2 separate regions of the Mus musculus genome follow, and region 2 is linked to region 1. A link is a contact called in public HiChIP or PLAC-seq data. All regions are on one chromosome and are shown on one strand. The core of a region is the stretch at or near the end of the contact, and the rest is flanking DNA. Distances in the headings are between cores, read along the strand shown. Region 1 overlaps Oc90 (otoconin 90). Region 2 holds the start of Hhla1 (HERV-H LTR-associating 1).

Region 1 (6,663 bases), core at 3,089-5,588:
GATGCTGGAAGCAGCAGCTGAGACAGGTGGGGCAGGATCAAGAGAGACCGTGGTTAGGATCCAGACAGGCAGGCACGCTGAGATCATGCTGATGTCTGGATGGTATCTGGCACTGACCTGTTTCAATGCTCAGTCAGTGTGCACATGCACACACCATGCACACGTGCCACCTGCTGTCCTACATGCTTCAGATGGAAGTGTGCATCACCTTTGCCCAATGTGCAGTTGGATGTGGTGAGCCACATGGCCCTAGATCTCAGCTGGAGGACATAGTGTAAAAATGGTCCAGGGAAGAAGAAGATGGGCTGGTATACCAGGCCGTGTCTGAACACTTGCTTTGGATGCTACTTTTGCTATTGTCACCACATTCTGCATTCACCCGAGTCAGTATAAATAACAGAAGTTGCCCCTCTCCATCTGCCTCTGTCACTCTTCTTGGCCTCACACGGGAGCTGACGTCTCTAAAAAAAATCCACCTTTGCTAGAGATTTCAGGGGTACCTCTATGACTTGCTTAAAATAACCAGTGGTGACAAAGCCAAGGCTATTTTGTAGGGTAATTTCACATCCCTAAACAAAGAAACCAACACTGAAAGTCAGCTATCTATCAATCATTCATGCACTGGAGAGGCAGGAAGGTTACAAGTTCAAGACATGTCTGGGCTATATAGGAAACTCTGCCTCAAGAAGGCAGAGAAGGATAGGGATGAAAAGAGGTATATATAAGATGAAAAGAAAAAGAAAAGAGAGCCATGAGGATGAGAAAGAAGGGGTGGATTAGCCTTTAATCAGGGTCAAGGTGAGAGAGACCCCAGCAACTATGCAGAAAACAGAAAGTGGCAGTAGTCACTGAGCCAGAGAACATTTCAGTTTGCTATATGTGGATTCCTGTGTGAGATGCACAAGTCCTCTTGCAGCACAGGTGGTTTCCATATTGCAAAATTGTCTCTCTCCTACCATGTCCATGCATGAGAGATCTATGAGAGAATTTGAGATGCTACTCAATGATAAGCAAGTGATGAACAGGGAAGGAGCTTATGCTCTGTGGGTCTGTTAGGAATCTATCAGTGAGAAAGAGTAGCGTCTGTAAACAGCAGCTTGGATTATGTGTGATGGTGATATTAAAAGAAACATTAAAGGTAACATTTTAATGCAAATATGCAGTTCTTTTCTGCATGTGCAAACAGGACCTTCAGGACCCAGGGACCCAAGGGACTATTATGAGTTTACACAGTGAGATGGGACAGAGTATCTAGTATACATCAGTCCTGAGGAAAGTATAAACATGTACTACAGTTAATGCTTGACATAGCTTGCAGGGTGTTGTTGAGGATCAAACACAGAATAAAATCCGAGCTAGAGAAAAGCATGAACTAAGGAAGTCTGCGGTCTTTGGTTGCAAATAGGGGAGCCCTCAGACTTCAGGAGAATGTGGGAGGTTCTAAGGCATTGAGAAGACAAAACTGTCTGAATACCAGGGAAGGGAGACAGCCATTCTCTTACAGACTGACTTACAGACTGACTTACAGACTCCAGGCTAGGAGCTACTGCCTCTCTTAGTATGGGCAGAGTTATGGGTGGCTACCTTTCTCTGAGGTCCTGGGACACAGGAAGAGGAAAAATGAGACCTCATTTGTACTAGCAGCCTTGATGTTCAAGTTTGTGGTACAAGGAGGTGATGACTGGGGTTCTGCAGCTGGACAAGCTCCAGCAAACACCAGGCATTTGCCTTGGGCACAACGTTACTTATCTATTTTTAAAAAACTAACCTTACATGAGTCTCATGGTAATAGCTGACACCTTTGAGTATTCTAGCAACTGCTCCAAGCATTTACAAGTAATGTTCTTCTAGTGACCCTGCTGTGCATGGCAAGTCTGGAGACCAGGGCCCAAGCAGGGGAGGATGGATATGTTGCCAAGGAAGCTACAATGGGAACAGGATGTGGAATTGGGATGGCAAAGATGCTGCTGCTTATCACTGTCTGTTTCTCAGAGGGAATGAGGAAGATGCTCATCACTGCTTTTGTTACAGCAGCTAACATTTGCTGAGCTCTAGCTATGTTCTTCCTTCTCTGAGCACTGGATAAATACAGCACTTCTCAACCTCCCCTGAGTGCTGCTCAGCAGGTGTGACCACAACTGTGAATATTTATATATGCAGACTCTTGAGAAGCACAGCTCTATAGCCTGGCCAAGGCCACCCAGCAAGGTGGCACTGCTATAAGTAAGGTTCAGGGAAGCAGTCAGTGGCGAACACTGCAACAAAGAAAACATGCGGAAGGATGGTGACCTTCAGTACATTTTGTTCTCATCCTGCCTATGGAGGATTTCTTAGATTTAAGAAAACATCTATTTCAATAAACAGCAGCAGGGAATCAAGGTGTGTAAGTTCAAGACAGAAACAACCTGTCTTCCAGGGTGTTTGGAAACACCCACCCTATTGACCAAAATGGACAAAGTAACTGAAATTAGATTCCACCTTGGGAACATAAGACCTTTGATCATTCTTTCTGGGTAGGAGGCAGTGATGAATGACTCCTTTATTTATTTGACTTCTTGGTTTATTGGGTGTTCAAAGCATTAAAGGAAGCCGGAATGAGGACTTAACAGAAAATTATGTTCTTAGAATTGGACCTGACTTCACATGCCCTGCAGAACCAGTCCTTTAGCATCCCAGTGTCAACTACCTTGACCCTGGTCCCTAAATTGGAAAACTAGCCCTTTGTTCCAAATGCAACTTGTATCTTCTCCTGTAGGTTTGAAAGGAAAGTAGAGATGGTTCATTGTTTAACTGCAAAGCTATTATGCTATGTCAAGCAAGAACATATCCTTTTCAATGCATTCATTTTTAAGCTATGAAAAAGAATTAAAAGTTGGTCACTTCCTCAGTCAGTGGGGTCACTAGGACCGGAGTAAAAAGAAAGAGCATAGTGTGCTCCCTCCTTAGAGGACAACGAGTGGACTCCAGAGACAGACCGTGTGCTTGCACTTGCCTATGGAGTAGATACAAGCAAAAGCTCCACGATGTGAAGAACAGAGAACCAAGGCAACTGGAAAAGGACACCTTTCAAGAAATGCCAGGGCAAGTATGAGCTGTCCATCATGGGGCTCCATAGAGTTTCTGTCCCATCTTCTCTGAGCCCACACAGATGAAAAAAAAAAAAGTGCATGCCCTATGGCATTTCATCTGGGTCACAGGATTATGCCAGAGAGATAGGACATTAATTATGAAATAGACTTCAGATCCAGATTCAATTTTCTAGTTCTGATGCTGTTACCATGGTTACAGTCACTCTTACTAATATACTAGCCCTGGTCTTTCCCTGCTATGGCTGCTGCTATTACTACTACTACTTCAGTCTTATTATTGTTGGTATTTGCCATGTACTCTGGTCGAGTCAGCTTGACAGGCCAAGAGGCTTGGAAGCTACTCACGAGGCAAAGAGTTTCACGGAAACTCACCTCCTGGAGTCTGGCGTCCTCTCTAACCCATACATTAATTTTCCATTCCCATGTTAGTCTGGTGTATGGATCCACATGCTCTCTTTTAGTATTATCCTATTATAAGTGCCTTTTAAGATTGAATTCTGACATAGCCAAGCCTTTGCCAGTGTTCCAATGTCCTAGAAAGTCCTTAAGCTGACCATGGGCTTGGAATTTAGGAAAAATGTTGCCTATTGAGTGACATTCAGAATTGCCTCTGATATTACACTATCACTTTGAATAAAAGCTAGGTCACTGCCCTACACAGGAATTTACCATCATCTACGAAGAAGGAAGTTTGAGACCTAAGGAGAAAGTAGAGTAGATACTTAGAACTATAGATAGCTGAGTTACACCCATACACACGTATTTACAATGGCCTAAGGGAAAGGCAGACTATACAATAGACTAAAATAGGAACTATGGCAAGGGCATGAAGCCCTTGACCCTGGCTTCTAAGATTAAGTGAATCTTAGGTGGAGCCTTTGTTGATCCCAGTTGTTAACAATGAATTCTATCCCAGGTGGTTCCTGTTAGACCTTCTGTGTTTGCATTCCTCTGTTTTATGTAAGAATCCAGTAACCTCTTTGTACCTTGCGGGTATGTCACTCAACTTCCTTATTGTCTTCTGTATAAAAAGTTTGATGCTCGATTTGACAAATTACATTCAGATTCTATACAACCTCTCCTGTGTGCATCTGTCTGTCATTCCATCCGACGCTTTGCCCAGCTGCCCCAGAGACCCGTTCCACACAGGCAAAGGGGCCCAGAGGGTCTGCAGCAGACAACTATAGCTACCTCACTACAGTCATTGCTACTACCATCCCTACTGTGACTGCTTCTACAAGCCCAGTCTTGTTTCCATGGTTACTGATACTCTTCACCACCTCATAACTAGGCACAGTCACAGTGCCTCGTTCAGTTAGTATTTAATCATGTAAACCAAAATAGTGACTCCGAAGTAAGCATTACAATTACCTTCACTTTTAAAGGTAAAGAAAATAGAATATAAACAAGTTAAGTGACTGGGTAAGGAGCAGAGAAGGAGAATTGCTGAGTCATGGGTAACAGGGCTTGAATTTGAACACATAGCAACAGATTTCTCAAGTCAGTCAATAGCTCAGTTGGCCCTCCTACTTCCATACTTGTTGACCACACCCCTGTTAAAACTTGCTTAATGTTTTTAGGTTTCAGTTGTCATTGCCCATCTTGCTACTTTGTTCAAGGGTGCAGCTTCCTTGTCCATAGGGATGGAGCATGTCTTTAGTGGCTGTGCATATTTTTTGCATTCTATACTAAGGCAGGAGTAGTGTTTTGATTATCTTTAGCACAGCACACCTGGGTTGTTGTTGTTTATGTTTATTGAAGGTTGGATAGCAACCGCCATAGCTGCTTTTTCTCTAGTTGGCAGAAATGCACTGGATAAGGCTTCCAGGTTCCCCTCAATGTATCTTGTATTGATAGAACTGTTATAATAAGGATCTTATGCTATTAATATAGGGAACCCCATTTTAGAACAACCCTGCAGTATAGTGTTTCCATGACAGAGGCTCTTGTGTACCCACCTACAACAACATCGTTAGTTATACTGCAGTGTGAAGAGATGAGTACCAGTTGCCCTTTAGTAGGTAACAGAATTAGATCTCTCCTGAGTCTCTCCTCTGGGTCTCTGTCTATATTTGTTCCATCCAAGGTGTCATCTGGCTGCAATGAGCTCACCTGTGGTTCATACTTACATATCAGACTCGTCCACAGGCATCCCTTCCATCTCAAACCTACAGGCACAACCATAGTCTTCAAAGTCCCGGGGGCAGAGGCCAGTTACACACCTCATACTGTTTACAAACTGGAGGAGCAGCGGGAAGTTGGTGAAGACAGCCTGCAGCCAGGTGAAGTGGGAACCTAGGCAGTCTGTGGGTGGGGAGAGCAGGTATGGTGGGCACAGGGAACCCAAGTGCATGAGGAGTTTCTTCCTTGGACTTCCTGCAACCCTGGCTGATGTGACATCATGAGTGTAGTTATTATATGCGGTGTAGTCAGTCAAATGCAGCTATGTAGCTCCAGCCATGGTATACCCACTTGATATCTTCCTTACTAACGAAACTGAAAAGTTCTCAGGAAGGTAAGCCAATTTGCAAAATTTCACTATTATTCTTAGCTGGTGGCTATACCAGTGTACCTCCATGACAGTGACTAGGATCTCACTGAGCACATCACCCATATCTGGCCAGAAAAAGACTTAGGAGGGAGTTTGTCAAAGACTTCTGGAAAATATTTGCTTCCTAATACAGAAGTAGAAACATGTAAGAAGGTACCATTGGGACTGGGGAGATGTCCCAGCTTCTAAACTGCTTGCATTCTCAGAATCCATACAATGTCAAGTGGGTATGGCCAATCCCTGTAATTCCAGCTGCAGAGAGCAGAGCCAGTAGATCCCTAGAGCAAGCTGACTAGCCAGACTGTGCCTATTGGTGAGCTCTGGATTTAACAGAGTTACCCTGAGTCAAAGAACAAGATAGGGAGCACTTGAGGAAGAACATTAATATTTAAGACATCAAAATTGGGCCTCTGTAGACATATGCACACATATGCTGTAAACTCTCATATGCACTCCACCACTTGCCAATATGCACACGTATGTGCATACCACATGCAATATATATATATATATATATATATATTATATATATATAATGCAATATATATATATATGCATATATATATATATATATATATATATCCATCTTGCTACACTCAGACTGTTGTGTGAGCCGAAGGACACCACAAGGACACAGCCTACATAATCGATTAACCAGGGCTCAGACGGGGTCATAGAGACTGAAGCAACAGTTGTGGAGTCTGCATGGTTCTGACCTCGGTTCTCTGTACATATGTTATGGTTGTGTAGCTTGTGTTCTTGTGGGACTCCTAACAGTGGGAGTGGGGTCTACCTCCAACTCTTCCTTGCTTTTGGGACCCCTTTCCTCTTACTGGGTACCTAGTCCAGCCTTAGTATGAGGGGAGGTGCCTAGTCTTACTGTAATCTGATATGTCATGATTGGTTGATATCCATGGGAAGCCTGTACTTTTTGGAAGGGAAACTAAAAAAGAGTGAATTTAGATGAGAGGTGATGTGGGGGCAGGAACTTGGAGGTGAAGGAGGGAAAACTATGATTTGTAC
Region 2 (6,663 bases), core at 2,054-4,553, 80 kb after region 1:
AACCATCTCTGACAGTTTATTCTGCAGCATGACAGCTAAAGTAGGAAAGAATATGCTAATGACCAAAAAGTTATTGAGCACTTTCTGTGTGTCACATACCACACAGAACACTTGATGTACATTTTCCCACAGTGAAGCCAGATTGTCTGCCCTAAATTGAAGTCAGCATTGTCTTCAGCTTAGGGGCATGAGAATATGCATAGGATGAAATCTTTCCTCCAGGACCAGGCAACATTTCTGTGCCCTGCTGATCTTTATGTATAAAATAGACAGTTGCAAGTGTATTCTGAAGTGAAAACAGGATCATGAAATCCAACAACTAGTGCAATTGTTGGTCTAGAAAGGGTGTCTAAGGATCTCAACTGTCTATCATGCCATTACCCTTGGCTCTTTTCTCCCTCCCCTTCATTGTCTGCATTAGCAGAACTTCAGATCGACCCAGATGATGAGAAAATACAAGTTCATGCCTGAAGAAGTCGCTATTTCTATTTCTGCAACAGCTACACATATTTTATTGATTGCTGATCATCATGTCAGCAACTTCCATTTACTAAAAGTAAATGTGTTAAACTTCATTGCTTTAAGACCATGATTTCTGCTGATTTTTGTCCATGGAGGAAAATGTAATTTCCTCCATGGGTTTCTGTCCATCTCCATTGGACAGAATCCACTACGTGTCTGGCAGAAGGTAAGCAGAATCAGCAAGTGAGAACAGAGAAAGCTCAGTTAAACTAAGCTTGAGACAAGCAAAGAGTGTTATTTTAGGCTTTCCCACTCAGTGCTTGAGACAAGCCTGACTTGGAGAGGCAAAGGGTTCTTGAAAGAATTTCAGGCTACCTGACTGTTTAACTAAAGATGTGATGCTCAAAAGGGTTGGTACTCCAACAAGCAAACAAATACTTTCCTCCATGTGAGGGGCTCGTAGTCCTCAACGCTTATAAAATCTATATCACCTCTCAAATATTTTTCTCTGAAACTAAATTATCATTATTTATCTCATTTCCCATGGCTATTATTATAATATCTGCAATCCACTGCTCCTTCAGTGACACTTGCAAAGAAGTAAATCAGCAAAAATAACGACTTACAGTAAAGCCCCGAGGGATTAAGCCACCCGAAGACATGACACTTTTGCGCATGGATTATTTTGAGTTGAAAGCTATTGAGAATTGACAGGCATAGGAAGTAACCTTTTCAGTGATTCCTTTATCTGACAAAATGCACATATTTCCCAAGAATGGATTGTGCCATAATTTTCATGTCCAGAAAGATTTTCATGGTCATAAAGAAGATGGAAAATTGGCACTGAGTACAGTTTGCACACAGAGCTCACCTTAAAGTGAGCCTTGTCTTCAGTCTGTTTCCCCCATGGATTTAATGTCCCACCTCTTGAAGCTGCAATGACCCTTTCTTTGATTATATTTCCTCTCACAGCTTCATTGACCTCTTACTAAAAGAGTATGTAAAACTCTGGATCTAGTTGCCTCTTTCCCAAGAATGGATTTTCATTTTAAGTCTGTGAAGACTGACATAACCATATGGGACACCACACTTCATTTAATCGAACTTTGTTAGTTCAATTTGTAGCTCCTCAGGCATTGGTACTAAGATTAGAGGAAATATTACTTTTTTGTTGGTAGGCTAGATTCCATGCACTAAGCCTCCATGTTTACACACAGTCTGTGTGTATTATTTTATATGCCTATCATATTAGATAAATAAGACCTTTTGTGTAATATCAAAACAAAAAGATCAGAGGTGGACCCCTTGGCTCATAACCACATGGTTTCTTAAAGGAGAACCATGTGTGATGGATCATGTCTATAAACCCAGCCTTCAGGCAGTTGAGACAGGAGGATCATTCAGAGTTCAGAGCCAGACTAAGCTACAAAGGAAGTTTCAGGCCAGCCTTAAATACAGTGTGAGAACCTGTTTCAAACCAATAAAAAATATAAAGCAAAATCAAACCCCAAACAAAAACAAAAAACCCAAGTCCAAACCAACCAAACACAACATTTAACAACAGAACTGGAAATTCTTTCCTACCTGCAAAAATCCTCCCCAGAAAGTCATGGAAAGGACCCGATGCTAAACAACAAAATTGATGACTTCCGAGTATTTGAATGGATGGAAGGGTTAGAAGCCCAGAAACTCCCAAGAAGACAGATAAAAAGATGTGACTTGAGACCAGTGGGTCAAGATCCATCTAAGAGTCTTATGATACATCCTTATTTTTATCAACAAACAGCTGTAGTATTTTTGGCATATACAGTAAGATCTTAAAATTTAGAGTCTAGGTAAACATTTTATGGCTTCCAGTTAATACAGAGCACAGATTAATGTATGGTTTGAACTCACAAGCAAGTCTACCTTTCCCATTGCACTGTGAAAGGCTTAAGATAGCCCTTCGATGCAGAAATCTCAGTGGCTTAGAGGGAAAAAATGTTCACAGGTGCCTGAACAGCCAGAGTGAATGTGAGATATTTAATTCTCCATGTATCTTTATGATCACTTGCTCATCTTGTTTCTAGCTTAGAACCAGCTTCCTCTTCTTGAAGAGGAAGTAGAGGCTGGGTTAATAATTGCTCAAGGCCATTACGATGGTGATAACAGCCCGAGATTTTAATCCCAGACAGCCACCACCACAACCTTTAGAGCAACTCAAACAGGTGAGGAGCTGTCTTTTCAAAATATCTATTGAAGAGGAAAAGATGCCACCTTGACATTAGTTGCTATTATTGTCATTCCATAGTCTGAAGAAAATGAAGTCTAGAGAGCATTCATTTCAAGGCAAGAAGACCAGAAAAGCCGGGGGGTTGGGGGGGTTGTCTGTTTACTGTCTGAGTCCGTAACAGAGTTGAGATTTACTTAGCTCAGAAAGTTAAATTTGGCAGCAGCTACATTGCTGTTAGACACATCTCGGGGCATTCTTCACTTATTGGTTCAATTTCTTGGAATGAAGATCATATTTTCTTTATCTCAGAAGTGAGGACAATCAATCTGTCCCCCCACTGGCTCAAGAATGCCTTAAGATCCTAATCAATACCATAGAGGAAATGGGCAGCCACAGATTGTGATCAAAGTATGCACTCTTCACTCAATGTGCTGAAGATCTGGCAGAAAGGACTCTTCTATCTGTCAGCCTGCAGGAGCCAGAACATAGGAATTACAGCATTCCTTAGCTGAACTCACGCTTTTGGGGCGAGGAGTCCAAAGGCAGCTTAAAATATCTATAGTATACAACTCACCGGTCTCCTGAGCAGGATGAATGACTTCAAAGAATTTAGACAGCCAAGAAGATTAGCAGTGAGGTCAGAATGGTAGGATTTATATGAGTTCTTAGTGAAAGATACAGGGCGGGGCAGGGTTGGAGGAGTGGGGAAGGCTTGATAACTTTGCTTTAAATCCTCTGGGGGGAGGGGACGGGGGAAGGGGGGAGGGATAATAATCTTCCCCCAAACTTGGGGCAGTGAAAGAGGATCATCTCCATCAGAGAAAAATGCCTGTGTGATAAGCTGAATAGAATCCGTGAGCTGAATGACAAAGCAGCGATTCAGTCAGGGATGGGAAAACTTTCCGGAGAGTAATTACTCTGTGGAGGGAATAGCACAGCAGGAAGCAGGCGATGAGTCTCCCTTCCTGTCCTGGTCATCTTTGGGCACAACATCATCTGGCACACAGCCAGCCAGAGTCTTGTAAAGAAGTGTGTCCCGGCTGAGGTCAAGGATGGCAGGTACCAAGAGCAGGAGACTCAAGCCAACCAACTGCTCATGTGCACAAGGCTTTGAACGAGGGAAAGATGTCAAGGTTTTAAAAGTCAGGGGAACTAAGCAAAGGAGACTATTCTGTTGACATAAAAACCACATAGACAGATTTTAAGGCTGATAGGTGCTGTGTAGAATAAAAACACTAAATGAAGTAAGGTTGTTTTTCCTAGACCCTGAATTGTCCCAGTAAGCTAGTCAGGGCCCAGGCCCACAGGCCTGCGTGTTTCTGTTTAGGTAGAAGCTCTTTTGCCCTTCCTCTGGAAGAAAAATTAAGTTCCAACTCCTCCATCCTAGTAAACGCAACTCTGGCAAGTAAAATAAGGTAAGGTAGTTGAGGTGCAGGGCAGCAGAAGCGTCTTTAGGATTTAGAATTCTGCTTTTCTCTGGGGTTTCAGCAGGGAGTCATGATGACTGAGGTCAACACCCCAAATGACAGCTGAATCTAACATCTAATGCTTGCTCTTTTACAAACCAACCAACCAACCCAACAAGTAGCAAAAAAGTCATCAGAAGTGTGTTTATTTACAATTTTGGTGAGAACTAGGAAGAGAAAACTTCTCAGGATCTCTCTACTTTTCCTAAACCAAGGGCTGCAGTTTATAGAAAAGACGAGAGAACAGGAGCTAGGAGACATGCATGTGTGGATTCAGCTGTGAGACAAGTTACCAGAATCTTTTTCTCTGGAAGTTCCTATGTGACTTCCAGGACATCAGGGTGTAATCACTTCAGCATGAACGTTTCGGTTTGTGGTGTGTGTGTAGGCCATGTTTAACCCAGTCATCATCTATTACTTTCTGCTTTGTTTTTGAGACACAGTCTTTCACAGAACCTTGCAGGGAGGCCCCAGGACCCTGCTGTCTCTCCCCCAGCTTTAAGATCACAAATATGTATTGCTATGTTAAACTTATTTTTTTTTTTAATGTGGGTTCTAGGGATCTGAAGTCAAAATCCTCCTTCTTCCTCAGTAAGCACTTTACCCACTGAGCCATATCCCTTGCCCATTTATTTAATTCCTTAAGGTTTCTATTGCAGGATTACATTCAAGTGGTTCTAAAACATGGAATTTTAAAGTCTGAAATGTCACTGGCTCACAGGATTCTTAATAGGACCTGTGACCTTTGTCTTCCCATGGCTGCTATGTCCTCCTTGTCCCCTATACTGACACCTGTGCTGCTGCTGATAGCTAGAGAAGAGACAATGGGGCTGTCTGAGCTGTCCTGAAATTTGTCATGACACCAGGGGCCCGGCTACTGTTGCTGCCGCCCCAATTCTCCATTTCCAGAGCAACTCATTGGGCCATCTTGTGATACCTCAACCCTTGGAACCTTGCTCACCCAGGGACGTCCTCTTCTCTCTTCAAAGGCCAATTCCTATTTGCTCCGGATCATGCTTTGCATTCTCACAACTACCTCCTCCATATGATGCTTTTGGTGAACCCTTCCCCTAGGCTAGGCTACACCAGAGTCCCTTGATATGATTCACTGAACCTTTAGCACACTTCCGTGCCTTGCCAGTTCCTTCCCAAGAAAACCCTGACAAAGGATCTTGGCTGTTTTTCTGTTGATCCCTCTGCTCCTGATTTCATGGGTGCACTGCAGGTGCTTTCCTGTACATCTTGCCATGCCTGCTGCTCTTAAAGCTCCTTAAGTAAACTTCTTCCTTCATGTCTGTTGTCTTTCTTGTCCTAATTGGTGGAAAGACGGGCTTCTGTAAATGTTGCCCTTTCCCATCCTTAAATCTGTTTCCACCTCCCTATAGACTCATCCCCACAAGCATGCAAATATACTATTATTTTTTGAATAAAACAAATACCTACTTGCTTCCTCATAGCTCTCCATGTCTTTCATTTTTATGGTGACAATTATCAAATTTGTTCTGTAATTCAGTGCATCTATCCCTCTCCTTTTCCTAATTCAAGACACAACAATCAGGCATGGCATCAAATATGGCTCCCAGGGATTCCAAGTGACTGACCATCTTCCCATATGAGAACCCAGCAGCACTTAGTCTCATTCGCTTTCGGCTCCTTTTTGGGGACACTTCAAGCTTGCCTTCCTCAGTGACATACTCTTGATTTTCCTTTTTTTATTAGGTGTTCAAACTCAGCCCACATTGGTGGTTCCTCCTCATCTTCTTATTGTCTCAGTGTTGTAGGGTTCAATCCTTAGAGCGCCTCCTTTTTCTCTATGCTTGGTTACTAGGTGATGCTGTTATGCATTATGGCTTTAAATGTGTTTCATGAGAATGTGGAAAATGATATGAATGTATAGATAAACATTGGTATATCTTTGGCCCTAAGCATTCTTCTTAACTTTGAATTCTTTTTGTGAATTTGTGCCATGATATGCATATGAAAGCCAGAGGACATTTCCAGTGCCTGTTTTTTTGCCTTCCTCCTTGTGTGAAACAGGTTCTTTTGTTGTTGTTGTTGTTGTTGTTGTTTTTCCATCCACTGAGCATGCTAAACCCATGTGCTTCTGGGGATACTCCTGTCTCTGCCTTCTATTACACTGAAGAAGAGCTGGGAGTATGGATGTGTGACTTTGTGTTTAGCTTCATGCAGGTTCTATAGATGCTGATTCAATACTTGATGCTTTCTTGGCAAGTGGTAAACACACTGAACCATTTCCCTAGACTCCATAGACCTCTGCTGCTCCAACCACTCATGCTCCTCATTTTTCTTCCCACAATTTATTTATTTTTATTCACATTACATCCAAATTACAGCTCCCTCCCTCCTCTCCTCCCATCCCACCCTTACAAATCCCTCTTCCCATTACCCCTCCCCTTATCTGCAGAAAAGAAGCTCTCCCTTGGGTACCACCACACTCTGGGACATCTGATCTCAGGAAGACTAAACACCTCCTCTCCCACTGAGGCCCAATAATCAGGCAGT

What was found. HiChIP or PLAC-seq counts read pairs in DNA pulled down with a chosen protein or histone mark.
Region 2: a contact with region 1 is called in an H3K27ac HiChIP or PLAC-seq map of embryonic stem cells, with 6 read pairs. The contact joins the promoter of Hhla1 here to the enhancer-like site in region 1. A contact is called at or near these places in 4 of 39 promoter capture datasets (the 3T3-L1 cell line, cranial neural crest, embryonic stem cells and 1 more), 1 of 484 Hi-C or Micro-C datasets (nephron progenitors), 1 of 115 datasets of contacts at active chromatin or transcription factors (embryonic stem cells) and 2 of 9 other capture datasets (adipose tissue and pancreatic islet).

The regions. Positions count from the first base shown.
Region 1 is chr15:65,892,448-65,899,110 of GRCm38.p6, forward strand. It overlaps Oc90 (otoconin 90), which reads right to left. Exons shown (of 15, transcript NM_010953.2): 5 at 5,219-5,393; 6 at 1-17. Among named protein-coding and RNA genes, the nearest start is that of Oc90, 17 kb to the right of the region's middle. Within about 2 kb of position 4,339, at least 11 of the 459 cell types and tissues checked have an H3K27ac peak or open chromatin away from gene starts, as enhancers often do. A contact at or near this core is called in embryonic stem cells and stem cell-derived epiblast-like cells, where this site is marked.
Region 2 is chr15:65,973,501-65,980,163 of GRCm38.p6, forward strand. Hhla1 (HERV-H LTR-associating 1) reads right to left here and starts at 3,304. Exons shown (of 17, transcript NM_001145096.1): 1 at 3,249-3,304.